2 separate regions of the Mus musculus genome follow, and region 2 is linked to region 1. A link is a contact called in public HiChIP or PLAC-seq data. All regions are on one chromosome and are shown on one strand. The core of a region is the stretch at or near the end of the contact, and the rest is flanking DNA. Distances in the headings are between cores, read along the strand shown. Region 1 has its middle 14 kb from the start of Kctd14. Region 2 overlaps Capn5 (calpain 5).

The links. HiChIP or PLAC-seq counts read pairs in DNA pulled down with a chosen protein or histone mark.
Region 2: a contact with region 1 is called in an HNF4G HiChIP or PLAC-seq map of pancreatic cancer cells. The contact joins two enhancer-like sites. A contact is called at or near these places in 3 of 39 promoter capture datasets (hippocampal neurons, liver and pre-B cells) and 2 of 115 datasets of contacts at active chromatin or transcription factors (embryonic stem cells and pancreatic cancer cells).

The regions. Positions count from the first base shown.
Region 1 is chr7:97,434,042-97,441,034 of GRCm38.p6, reverse strand. It overlaps a transcript of Kctd14 not described here. Among named protein-coding and RNA genes, the nearest start is that of Kctd14, 14 kb to the left of the region's middle. Within about 2 kb of position 1,769, at least 22 of the 459 cell types and tissues checked have an H3K27ac peak or open chromatin away from gene starts, as enhancers often do. A contact at or near this core is called in pancreatic cancer cells, where this site is marked.
Region 2 is chr7:98,153,317-98,160,309 of GRCm38.p6, reverse strand. All of the region lies in intron 2 of Capn5 (calpain 5), which reads left to right. Among named protein-coding and RNA genes, the nearest start is that of Omp, 11 kb to the right of the region's middle. Within about 2 kb of position 2,474, at least 92 of the 459 cell types and tissues checked have an H3K27ac peak or open chromatin away from gene starts, as enhancers often do. A contact at or near this core is called in pancreatic cancer cells, where this site is marked.

The DNA of each region.
Region 1 (6,993 bases), core at 520-3,019:
ACTTTGTGTCATCCCTGCCAGGGTACTTTATATGCAACGCTTGGTTCCATCATGACCATTTTGTAAAGGTTTGGCTACATGTTATAGAAAAAGCAGGTGAAGGGATTCACCAAGGCTGTAGCTCAGCCGTAAAGCACTTGTCTAGCATACATGTAACCCTGAGTTCGATTCCCAGCACAAAAGGTGAGGAGACTAACTGAATGTGCCACAGCTGATTCAGTGTGGAATTGTGGGTGGAAACCCACAGATGCCTCTAAGGCCCTGTGAGGTTAGGGTCAGTTGTCAACACTATCTAGAATCACCTAGATCTAGACTTCTAACAATCCTCTTGATTACATCCAGAAGTAGGACACGCCCACTGTGGGTTGCACTGTTCCCTGACTGGTATCCTGACCTGTACAAGATGGAGAAGTCAAGCTGAGCAACAGCAGACAGTAGTCACTGCTCTCTTCCCAGAGTTTGGTCACCTGACAGAATCGGTCCTCAGATAAGGATTTGCTAAGTAGTTTAGCTACTTTTCTCTGGCTGTGACAAGACACTGTGACTAAGTCAAGTTACAGAAGAGTTTATTGGAGGCTTCCAGTCCAAGCCACTGGAGTCTAAGACCGTCGTGGCAGGAAGCAGGCAGCAGGCAGGCATGGCACTGGGGCAGGAAGGAGCTGAGGGCTTACGATTGGATCTCCAAGCACAAGGCAGAGAAGACTGAGGACTGCGTGCGTCTTCTGAACCCTCAAGGTCCACAACCTTTTCCAACAAGGCCACACCCTTCCAATCCTTCCTGAACGGTTCCACCAACTGGGGACCGAGTATTGAAGTCTTAGCCTATGCCATCTGCTCTCATCACACTACCACACTAAGTGAGAAATGGCAAAGAAAAGGAAGAAATATTTATTAAGTGTCTGCTCACAGCGAGCCTTTACAGCACTTATCCTATTAGCTCCTTGCTGTTATCCCATACGCTGTCATTGTGGTGGTTTGAATGAGATTGTTCCCCCATAGACTCATATATTTGAATATTTGGTCCCTAGTTGGTACAACTGTTTGGGGAAGATTGACCTTGTTGGAATGCGTGTGGAGTTCTTGGAGAGGTGTGTCACGGGGGGGGGGGTGTTAATATTTCAAAAGCCCACACCAGGTCCAGACTCTCCATATGTAGCCTGCTGATGAGGATATAAAGCCCTTAGCTATTGTTCTAGTGCCATGTCTGTCTGCTTCCCACCATGTTGAAAATGGACTAACCCTCTAAAACTGGAAACAATCCCCTAATTACATGCTTTCTTTTATAAGAATTGCCATGGTCATAGTATCTCTTCACAGCAATAGAATGGTAACAAAGATAGTCATTAGCTCATTTTATTGACAAGAAAACTGAAGCCAAGCAGAGCAGTGGTGGCACATGCCTTTAATCCCAGCACTTGGGATGCAGAGGCAGGCAGATTTCTGAGTTCGAGGCCAGCCTGGTCTGCAGAGTGAGTTCTGGGACAGCCAGGGCTACACAGAGAAACCCTGTCTGGAAACAAAACAAACGAAAGAAAGAAAGAAAGAAAGAAAGAAAGAAAGAAAGAAAGAAAGAGAGAGAGAGAGAGAGAGAGAGAGAGAGAGAGAGAGAGAGAGAGAAAGAAAGAAAGAAAGAGAGAAAGAGAAAAGAAGAAAAAAGAAAACTGAAGCCAGAGAGGAAATGGGATTTCCCAAAGACACACAGCCCTAAGCTGGACTTGAAATACTGGTCCCTCTATTGCCACAAACATTTCTGTTCCTTCTTCTGTCTTCACTCAAGGTTTGACCACAGTATCACAGGAGGGGTCTGGTCAGTGGAAATCATATGAGTCATTCTTGGACAAATAGAAACTTGGAGAGCAAATAGTATCTACTATGGATACTCCCCTGTAGCCAGCCACTCCCAGACCATCTCAAGCACACACTCTCCAGCCCAGCTAGAACATCTCTCCCCAGTTTTCTCTCAGACTTTAGGCCCAACTCCACCTGTTCTGTGGCCTGTGGAGGCTCAGCTCTCTTAGCAGTGCTGCTCTATGAACAACCTAATTGCCAAGTTCCCAGGGGCCGGACCTAAAGCCCAGGTACTGTACATGATGCTTCTGAGATCCCAAGTCAACATGCAAGCCAGCTTACACAGTTCTGGAGGAGGGGGGGGGAGGAGGAAAAGGAGGAGGAGGAGGAGGAGGAGGAGGAGGAGAAGGAGAGAGAGAGAGACAGAGACAGAGAGAGCGCTCTGCTAAATCTTTGGACATCTGCATCAGCCCAAGCTGGTGCCTAAAGGTCTTTTCTCTCCTTCTCTGGCTCTGATAGGCCTTCCTGGCACATTCCTGTAGTCCTAGTACTTGAGAGATAGTGGCAGAAGGACTAGGAGCTCAAGGTCTTCCTTAGCTACTTAGTGAGTTCAAGGCCAGCTTGGGCTATATGAGACCCTGTCTTAAAAAAACAAACAAACAAACAAAAACAAAACAAAATCATTGCCTAGAGCTGGAGGGATGCTTCAGTGGGGAAAATGCTTGTCTTGAGGTATGAGGACCTAAGTTTGGATCCCCAGGACTCTTGTAAAGCTAGATGTGGTGGTGTGTATCTGTTGTTCTCACACTCCTGTAGAGAGACAGGAGGCAGAAACATGAGAATTCCCTAAATGCAAGCATGCTCAGCGGTGGACGGAGATTGATTCAAACAAGGCTGTCGTCTGACGTGGCACATGTATACCCACACTCATACACATGAAGAGAAACACATACATCACATACACACACAGATATAATACACAACAACAAAACCTTGCCTCGCCGATGAGCTTCTGGGATGCTGAGCAATGCTGGGTCATTGGTCGTAAGATAGGGTTTTACTGTGTGGTCCAGGCCGATCTCCGATTTGAAACCCTCCTAGCTAGGCCTCTCCACTGCTGGGATTAAGACAGGATTTCCAACAATCTCAGAAATGGTTCTAAACATACTTTTGCATATATGCAAAGTGGACTTCTGAGCACCAACAATTACAAAATCAGAACAGCAGTCAGATGAAAAATGTTGACAGTGTTCTGTGTCTTACAATATCACATTTTAATCACAAATTCTTTGCATAAAAACAAACAACTGAATTTATCTCATTGGCATGAAAATCTGCTTTTCTCTGTAATGAACAGTACAATTACATGCATGACAAATAATTACCTTGAAACACGTTTAGTTGGGCAGGCAAGATGGCTCCTAGGTAAAAGATGCTCACCCTCAAGACTCATGGCCTGAGCCTGATCCCAGGAGAACTGACTCCTCCACATGCATGCTATGGCACACAGGTCCACAAACACACAAGATAAATACATTCGAAAAATTAATTCTTTATGCTCATTAGTAATACATGTTTAACTTGTATACCTATTTTACATCCGTGTACACTCAGGATCATGTAAAAAATGTCTTGGACAGAAAGGGGTCACAAGAGAAAAAAGTTTAAGAAGCTCTGCTGTAAAAACTTGTCTGTGGTGGCTGGAGAAGATGACACATTGGGTAAGAGCACTGGCTGCTCTTCTAACGGACACAGGTTCGATTCCCAGCAACCATCTGGTAGCATACTGTTATAGTCCAGGTGGGAAAGTTACAGACCACCACAAATATAGGGCTGAATTAGAGTACCTCCTTAGCTGGCCACTGAGAACAGGCTCTCAGGCTCTCGTCCCCAGAGAACTCTTAGCCTTGAAGCTCAAGGTTATAGCTTTCTTAAAGGCAAAAAACCAGAGGAATGTTATTGTGGGGTTTAGGCCCGGGGAGCCTGTGGCAATCTTTCTGGTTATCTATCAGCAGATATTTGGTTATGCATCTGGGCATGGTCAGGTGTCTGGAAAGTCTCAAACATGTTACCAAGGCAGATGTGACTCTTCAGAGGGCTGAAAAGCTCTGAGCAGACCCAGGATGGCATCGGCGAGGTCAGGACAAGCTTGTTACCTTGTCCACCCATAGCCCCTCCTTCCCTTCTTTTTGTTACTTTCAGATCTTTGATCTTTATGAAGGAGTAGGTTCTAGGCTCTTAGGGTCATTAGTTTAACGGAGACTAGCTGTTGTTTTATAACAGTTAATTAAGTAGGACCCAATCATTAGACCTAGGAGGAAGCCATAAGAGGCTCTGAAGGTGTGAGTAAGGGGGTCAACCAAAGATTCCAAACAAACAAGCTATGGAAGCAGGGATGGCTGGCCTTTTTACTGTTTATGAGGGCCAACTTTTATATGCATAGTCAGATATAACTTTTTAAAGATATGAGGGGGGGTTGTTCGTTTGTTTTTTAAACCTATTATTTTTAGATACAGCAAAGTTAGTCGAATTTTGTGTGAGAGTCCAGTCCTGGGGAGCCACTGGGGTGAAGTTAGCTCTATATGAAGCACTGTGGCTAATATTATCAAGAATCCAAATGGAAGAAGGGATATGGTGACCCCCATCTCCAAATGTCCCCTCTAGAATCTCTTAAGCTGTTGCTGAGCACAAGTCTGCTGGCTTCAAGGTCTGTGACTGAAGCAGGGCTGAGAGCTGGGCCCGGGGGTCCTGCAAGGTGACTGGGAGAGCTGGTCTGGGTGGTCTTTCACAGGCCAGTTCCCTCCACCCAGGGAAGGGTCGGTTTCCTTACCTGTCATGATCCTTAACTTCATGACTAAAGGAGTGTCCAACGGTTCAGCCTGCTCTGCCGACCAGCCTTGTGGGAGAGCCTCTGTTTTATATTTTTAAAAACTCTTTTGGGAACTCTTTACAGAATCAGGTATTTACTTCTTGGCCCTGGAATGAGATTTTGTTAAGAGACTCAGAAGCCAGTTATAGGACGCAGCCACTCACACCAGCCTGCAGCTCCCCAACTGGTCTGGTGGCAGGAAACCTTTTGTACAAGGTTCCCTGGTCACATTATCCTCATATGTTGTCTCTGACACTGAGTGCAGAGTAATTGCTATCCCCCTCTGTGTTGTTTGAGACATTTAGAATGGGTTTGCAGACTCTGAGACACACACACATGCACACGTGCACACACACATATCACATAAAAAACAAGGAGTAATTTATCTTCCCTATAGATAAGGGTTTTTCTGACCTGGCCCACACAGCCAGAGGCAGGAGCAGCAGACCCTGGCAGGTCTTTCTTCCCCAAGGATCTTTATCCTGTAATGAAGCTAGCACACAATTTACTCTAACAGGATCTGGGTCCCATCCAAGGGAAAGGGTAGTACTTGAAGCATGGGCATTTCTTGCCATGCAAGTATAAAATTAACCCATTTCACTTGAGGATTTAATTTTCCATAACCGGTTTTTAAAATTAATTTTGGATATATTTCACATTAAAATGTAAGCTTACTCTAAGTCTGTTTTGAGTTACTTGTTTTAGGCTTAACTTCCACAACATATACAGGAGACTGTATATGGGAGGTATAAACTGTCTCTTCCTCTAATCTTGTCTCTGTAAGTGACTTGAAGCATTTGTACATAGCACGACACAAATTCTTTTATGTATACAATTCCAGATACATTAAAGGCATTTAATTATTTATAAGAGGAGTGATCATTAACTTTTATATCTTAGTTACCCATGCTTTACAATAAATTAGTGACTCTCATAAGATTACGATATTATAAACTAAGGTAATTTATCCATGTTAAGATTTTGAGCTTTAAATATACAATTTTTTAAAAGATTTATTTATTTATTTCATGTATGTGAGTACACTAATGCTGCCTTCAGACACACCAGAAGAGGGCATCAGATCCCATTACAGATGGTTGTGAGCCACCATGTGGTTGCTGGGAATTGAACTCAGGACCTCTGGAAGAGCAGTCAGTGCTCCTAACCACTGAGACATCTCTCCAGCCCTAAATATACAATTTTCTAATCGAAGCTCTTTTAGTATCAAAATAAACTTTAGATCACAAATACACTCCCTGGAGAAACCAGAAGTCTTATTCATGTGATCCTTCTGTAGTATACTTTCCGAAGATCTAAATGAACTTAATAGACATTTTTCTACTAAGAAGCTTAATTTATGACAAAAAAAAAAATATAGTTGCAGAGAGAACAGCTTAAGCCTGGCTTTTATAAGGAGGCATTTATAAGACTTTACCATAGTTAGTGTTATAATTTAGTTTCTCCAAACAGTTAAAGCTTAACGAAGTTAGTAAAGACATACTTTGAGACATACACTTCCAAGTTGGTTTTTGCTGTCACAAGTAGAGCATTATAACCTTAGGAAGTTATAGATGTCGGTCATTACCCGTGTCTCATCCTTAAGTCCCATTGTCTGTGGCCTCGTGTGATGCGCTCAGACATCCTGAGACAGTCTGAGGCTGTCGTGGTTTTGTCCTTAGGTTTCATTCTTAGGACAAAATTTCATTTCCTCATATGCAATCTATCCCTGTCCAAAATACAGTTAACCCCTTCACTGAAAGATCGAACCTCACACGTTACAGCCATTTTAAGCATGTTTCTCGTCCCTACATGCTGTTTCTTCTTATTTTATTTCCGTAAATGAGAGTCAAAGCCATGCACAGATGGCACATGCGTGGCAAATGAAGATAACCGTACACATACTTCCCTCAACTTGTTTTTACTGTAAGTTTTAAGAAAACATTTTCTCTGCTTGGAATTTTACAGCTTTTTAACCTCTCCCACCATGGTTTTACAGCTCCCAAGAGGGAAAAAAATCTACATTTCAGCAAGAGCATCAAAGACATGCATGACCCTGGAATAGGGAAACAATATTTGTTTGTTTGTTTGTTTGTTTGTTTGTTTTGTGAAGAAGAACCAAGAGAGGAAGAGGTACTCATAGCTAAAACATGTAATTACAGAGACATCTTTTATCTCCTGGCTGTTCTTAAGTGCACAAAGCCCCCCCCCCTCCCCACCACCATGGGCTTTTCTTTCCCCTATCACAGAGTGAGAGGCCAGCCTGACACAGAACAAGGGCTTTGGAGAAAAAATTTGAGACAAACATGCTAGGGTCTGAAGTACGAAGCCCAGACCAA
Region 2 (6,993 bases), core at 1,225-3,724, 720 kb before region 1:
GCAGCCTGGGTCAGGAGTAGGTTATCCAGCCCCTGACCATTGGATGCCCAGCCAGCTTCCTGGCCTCTGGCCAACGGTAATATAGGCCCAAGGCAGCTGTGCTTCTGATGAGTCCTATTTCCTGGGTTCTTGGGCCTGACAGACTGTTTGTAAGCAGAGCAAAAAGCCATTTTCTCTACAGCTCATTCTGGTTCCACTTTGCAGAAACCTCTCTTGGTCATTATGACGACCTCTCTGTTCTTAGAGATTCTTCTTAAATAACATCTGAGGCCCCAAGCTACTCACTGTCCCTCTCTCTTATCCTCCCTGCCTGCAGCTTCCTAGACCCCAGGCACCAAGCCTTCCTGTTCCCAGTTTCTCAGTCCCTCCAGCCTTCCTGCCTCTCTGCCTCACCCTTCCCCTTGCTCCCAAACCCCTCAGCTTCTTAGCGCCCCGAGTTTCCTGCCTCTGAGTGCCAGCCTTCCTCTCTCTCACCCTCCCCGGCTATCAGTCAGCCTCCATTCCTCATTGACTTCTTTTCTCCCCAGACGTTATGAAGAGCCTGCTTTGTAAGTCACTCAGGTTTGGCTCCAGCCTGAGGAGGCTTTCTTGAAGTGACATGTAGTCCTGAACAAAGTGTCCCCTTCTCTGGGCCACAGTTGCTCATCTTTAAGTGGGGGAGAATAATTCGTGTAGAGAAAGGTTTCTGGAAGTTGAGATACTGGAGGAGTCGGACACCCGGAAGCAGCAACAATCTACCACAACAAGCTACTGGCATCTTTCTTGCCAGCTCCATGATGGGGAGCCAGCCAGAGCTGGCCTGGTATCCTGTCGTTCACTCTGCAGGGGTGTCAGGTCTCACTCTCTTTTTGTATCCATCTTACTTCCTTCTTTCCTGTACAGGGAATATCTGCCGCCTCCCTCACTGCTGGTTAGAGGAGGCGATGTGGGTGGGGACCTCTGGGGAGCTAGGGATGTGGGCAGAAACCTCTTCTGGTTCTCAGGCTAGGGCAATCGCTGTCTAGCCCCCCCTCTTACCCCGCGCTTTCTGTCTTCCCTATGTCTGGACATCAGCTTGGGCTCTCTGGATAGAATGCATCAGGGTAGGTGGGAACCCTATGAGCATTTGTCAGTTGTGCAACTCCTAGCTTTCCTTGAGGAAGCCTGGTGCCCCACTAGGCAGCCATCTAAGGGATTTATGCTCATTTGGGAAAAGCTGCTACTCTCGAGTGCTGGCCATTTGTCCTGCTGAAGGAAGGCTTCTGCTCTGCCTAAAACTGACACTCTTGGGTGGTCCCTGTCTGCATAGAGCACCAGGGAAGGTCCTGGCATTAGAGGGGACAGAGGAGACAAGGGATGGATTCCTGAAGAAGGAGATGAGGGAGGGAGGCGGGGCAATTGCAGAGGAGACACCAGTTTCTTGATTTTTCTGTTATGTCCCAGGCAAAGTTCCTGCAGTGGCCTTTCCCTCTGCGGTCGTAGGTTCAGGAGTGGGCAGAGGGAAAGAAGGTGGTGTGCCCCACAGGTGCAGCTGTGTGCACAGCAGCACAGCTCTTACGACCCTCACCTTCCTGGTTGTGTTCCTGGCTCTGTACCAGCTGAAAACCTGAATTTCTTGTCGAGCCAGGAGGGGCGTGGCTCAGGCCCGGTCAGATCTGGACCAGCTGGTCTAACCAGCTGAGGTGACTGCAGGTTCAGAAGAAGCCAGTGACCTGGAGATGTGTTGGTCAGAGGAGCAGCGGTACCCCAGCCGTGTGTGTGTGTGTGTGTGTGTGTGTGTGTGTGTGTGTGTGTGTGTGTGTGTGTGTTTCAGTGCAGGGCTCACAGCAGGCCCTGTACAGTCTGGTCTAGGGCACTTTGTCATTCCTCCATGTTCTATTGGTAGCTTCTGTCTCCAACTTGCTTCCCTGTGCCAAATACCTCCCTCCCCAGGGAGCTCACTGGCAGGTAGAGGACTGTCTTAGTTGGGGCTTTACTGCTGTGAACAGACGCCATGACAAGGCAACTCTTATAAGGACAATGTTTAATTGGGGCTGACTTACAGGTTCAGGGGTGCAGTCCATTATCATCCATGGCAGCAGAAGGAGCTGAGAGTTCTACATCTTCATCTGAAGGCTGCTAGTGGAAGACTGGCTTCCAGGCAGCTAGGAGGAGGGTCTTGAAGCCCACACCCACGGTGACACACCTACTCCCACAGGGCCACACCTTCTAATAGTGCCACTCCCTGTGCCAAGCATACACAAACCATCACTAGGACCTACAGGCAGAGTAGGTGCCCAGTGTCTCAGGTCCAGCTTATATTTACCAAACAATCAGAACCAGGAAGAAGGAGCTGACCAAAAGAAATAGATTCATTTACAGATTTGGCCTTGCTCGCCCTGCAGAGTTACACTTCATAGTAAGAAGAAACAAAAGCCAGGACATCTGAATATGCAGATGAGTTGTCTGGCAGGAGACCTGAATATGCAGATGAGTCAGTTGTCTGACTGGTGAGACTAGGAGCTCTTTCCTGGGAGCTGCCTTATCTCTAGGGACTTTCTTCTGTAGCCAGAGGGATTTCCTGGAATAAAGAATGTTTCAGAGCCGCCATTAGAAAGCCGATGTGGGCAGGGCTGGAAGGTGCTTGGGTAGCCTGGCATCAAGGCAGGGTGTGTGTGCTCGTGTGCATGTGTGTATTTGTATATAAGTGTATGTGTGTGTGTATATAAGTGTAGGGTGTGTGTATGTGTGTGTGTGTGTGTATAAGTGTAGGGTGTGTGTATGTGTGTGTGTGTGTGTGTATATAAGTGTAGGGTGTGTGTATGTGTGTGTGTATATAAGTGTAGGGTGTGTGTATGTGTGTGTGTGTATAAGTGTAGGGTGTGTGTATGTGTGTGTGTATATAAGTGTAGGGTGTGTGTGGTGTATATATAAGTGTATAGGGCATTATATGTGTATAGGGGTGTGCATATATGTGTAGGGTGTGTGTATGTGTGTGTGTAGGATGTGTGTATAACTGTATGTGTGTATGGGTGTGTGGCGGGGAGGGCAGTTTTCCTTCTGGCTGTGGCTAGAGCCTGATTTCATCTTCAGGGCACTTGAGGGTCCTTGTCCCAAGCTCCTGCCCACTGCCTTCCCCACTTCAGCTCTGAAGATGCCACCTTCCTGACAGCCTCTCTGGTCTCATGGGTCTCATGCTGTCACAACTCCATTCTCCTGGAGGCTCAGGCCTTGCCTGCTCTTTCCAGCAGCCTGCCTGTAGTGGGGCCTGTCCCTAGCTCACTGTGGTCAGCCAGTGATTCAGGAAAGGTAAACTCTGGTCCTGAGAATCCTTGGCTTAGAGCGGTGGACAGGGCTTAGACATCTTGCCCTCCTTGGTCCTGTGGACACGCAAGGAAGGGTGATATTTCATCATTCCTAGGACCCAGCACACCTAGACAGAGGCCGTAGAGCAGACCGCCACATTTGAATCTTGGTTCATCCTGCTCTGTGGCCCTGCACAAGTGGCCTTGTTCCTCTGTCCCTTGTTGTCCTTGTCTGTGACAGAGCTACCAGTAGAACCCTGTCCTCAGGCAGGGTCCTCCTGCCCCCGCAGGGATCAGTTCTTAGAGCTGTTTTTGTGATGTTTTCTCAGAGGTAACTCAAGGTAGCGGACAAATCCCAGGTGCCATCAAAGTCGGGATGTGTCCTAGGTTAGAGCTGACCACCCTGTGAGGCTTCAGATGCAAGCAGAGTGCTCAGTGTGGCATAGAAGCTGGATTCTGGAATCCCATCTCTCCCAGACTTCTTTCCAAGGCCGGGGTGGGCATGGCAGAAGGGTGTTCTGGGACCCAGAGCCAGGCTGGTACAGCTGTGTAGTGGCAGGGAGAGCCCAGGCTGGGAGCCCAGCCAACCTCCTCTGCCCTGTCTGCTCATTCAGTTGTGCCTGACCTTGGGCATCTCTGCCTCATCTGGAGCAGGGGTCCTGTCAGTCACGGGACACTGATTGGGAGGTCCTGAGGTAGACAAGTGCCTTGATGTCATCTCCCTCTGTAGCCCTAGAGACAGCGGGTGCCCTGGCTGTGAAGCCCCTCCCCCATCCTTCCTTCTTTTGCGGGGGGGGGGGGGGGGGAAGGGTGGGGGAGTGAGGCACTGCAGAGACACCCCTCTCTCAGGCTGAAAAGCCAAGCGGGTGCAGTTGGCTGGAAGATAAGATTAGGAGGAAGCAGGGCTGCTGGAGCTCAGCTTCCGGCCTGAGCTTCCTGAGAGTGGCCATGGGGACAAGAAGCAGGCTCCCTGACTGGGTTTCTTCTGATCAAAGATAGCAGGACACAGACCAGTGCCTTGGAGGATCCACCATGCAGCTTGCCCTGGCTCCCCAGCTAGAAGTCTTCTCAGCTACTGTCCTTGGGGGAATTGCTCATCCTGGCCCTGTCATTCTGGTTTTTTGTTTTCTGGGCAGATGTGTCCCAAACACCATATCGAGATTACAGCATCCCACTTTTTTCCCCCTGCAGAGTCCCGCACCTCCTTCTGTGGAGGCCACACATAGCCCTGTAGGACCAGCATTTAAGGACTTGGTACAGAGAGGATGAGCAATGGCCTGTTTTTGCACATCTTCAGCAAGGGCATGCAGGCAGGAATTGAGTTCTGCCTTCTAGGATCTCCTGCCCTCTGCTGGCTGCCTGCGTGTGACAGCAGAGCCCAGAAACAAACGTAGTGACTCCCAAACGGGCTTCTAGCTCCCATTATGTGCTGGAGACATTGGGGTGTGGCTTTTCCTGGGGGGTGAGAGAGAGGGGGGACTGACAGATCAAGGAAAGGGCCCTGCCTTAGGCCACCCTAGGGGAACCAGTGAGTTTATGGGCTGCTCACAGGACCACTCAGGCCTTTGCCACTAGGAAGTAAACTGCTTTGTAGTGGTGGAGAGGGTCTCAGGGTGGGAGGAGAGAGGGGCTCCCAGTGTGGTGCTTCGCAGCTGTACCTGGTCCTTGCACCACGAGGGGCTGGTTTCCCATCCTCCACCCTGCAAATGCAGGAGCACAGAGGTGTTCAGACGTGTGTCCAAATCTCTGAGACATAAAGGAAAGTGTAATATAATGACATCTTTTTACAGAGGTTGGCAGGTTCTCTGAAGGTCTGCCGCATCCGGTTCAGGAAAACGCAAATTGATCTGGGGCTCATCAGTTAAGAGAATATTAAAAATCAGAGTAAAACAAACAAACAAACAAACATCAGTTAAGAGAATATTAAAAATCAAGAGTAAAACAAACAAACAAACAAACAAACGAACGAACAAACAAACACCTCCTGGGCCATACAATGTGACGGGATTCCACTGCTTGTCTGGTTGTTCCTTTTAAAGAGCAAGGATGGGGGCCACCTCTGAGTTTGATCCCTGAGGCCCATGTGAAGGTGGAAGGACCAGGGCACGCATGTGCTCCCGCACACATGCACATCAGACATGTCCACACAGGAATGATGCTAAGTTAATTAAAGACTCCACCTTATTTTGGATCTCTGTCACCCAGACTCATTTTCCATGAGCCATCTGACTTTTTATTTATTTATTTAGCTCCTCATAACCTGGCTACTGAAAGGGCTTTAGACAAAGTGATAGAGTTGAGATTTCCCACCTCAGTAGTCTCTTCATTTTTCCCAGCCACACATGGCTGCCTTTACAAGTCGGATCTCAGTGCAGGGTGAGTCCCCGCAGTACACCCACCCCTACCCTCTTACAGGAGAGAAATGTATAAGCCAAATCTGGAGTGGGTGTTAATTACAACCTACTCAGAACAAGGTTAATATCAATATTTTTCAACTTCAGGGTTCCGTTTCCTGACTCACTCGTTACTCCCACCCACCCCCATATATTCCGAGGTTGCTATGAATCAAGGTATATGTGACTCCACCATCTGTTAAAACTCAAAAATTCCGTATATCAGCGGGAAAGCAAAGAATCCACAGCTCATTGTGGGGCCTCAGGTTGCTCCGCCCAGCCCTTACTGCAGGGAATTCCCATGCCAAGTCACCCCCTTCCCCTACAGAAGTGGGTGCCCTGGGCTCACCTGCATCTCCCTAACATTCACCCCTTTGCTGAGCAGTTGTTCAGGCTTGAAGCCTTCCAGGAGTTTCCAAACACAAATTTGACTTTGGCTCATTTTTGTCCTTTAGGCAGGCTGGTTTCCTCTGGGCAGACAACTCAGCCACAGCTGCTTGTCCTGTCACTCTCAGCCAGGGTCACACAGCTGTCACCGCAGCTTCTTAACAACCCGTCCCATGTGTGCTTCTTTCAGTGACTGCGGTATTAGTCTTTAGCCAGTCCATCAGCTGTTTTGGAGGACCCCGGGGTTCCCATGTGGTGGGTCCCATACAACAAGGATACCATCCCTCACCGTATAGCATGGGTGTGCTAAGGAATGATGCTGAGTTCATTAATTTAATATCATTTAATTTAAAACTTTCAATGCTTAATTTAAAATAAAATATTAAACAAAATTAAGAATTAAAAATTAGCCGGGCGGTGGTGGCACACGCCTTTAAACCCAGCACTCGGGAGGCAAAGGCAGGCGGATTTCTGAGTTCGAGGCCAGCCTGGTCTACAGAGTGAGTTCCAGGACAGCCAGGGCTACACAGAGAAACCCTGTCTCGAAAAAAAAAAAGAATTAAAAATCAATTTAAGGGTTAAACTATTTTAACTTTTTAATTTCTTATCACATAGAGGCTTATTACCCTGGGATTTTTCCTGGGGGTGTGCCTCAGCCTGAATTTCCCTGGCCCTAGAAAGCTCAGCCTCGGTTGTAGTGTCTGAAGGCCCTCAGCTAGGGGGCGTGTCACTCCAGAATGTGTTCCTACAGATGCTCTACCCTGATCTGTCTGTGGTTCTCTCTTCTGTTTAGATGCCACTGATTTTGTGACTTTTTTCTGGCAGGTATGAAGGCATTTCTATCCACCCCTGACAGAGAGAGCAGGGGCAGATCAAAGAAAGGGTTTTGTCCAAGCCAAACTCAGAACCAGTGAGTTTGTTGGAGTTACAGGGGCAGGGGCCATTCATAG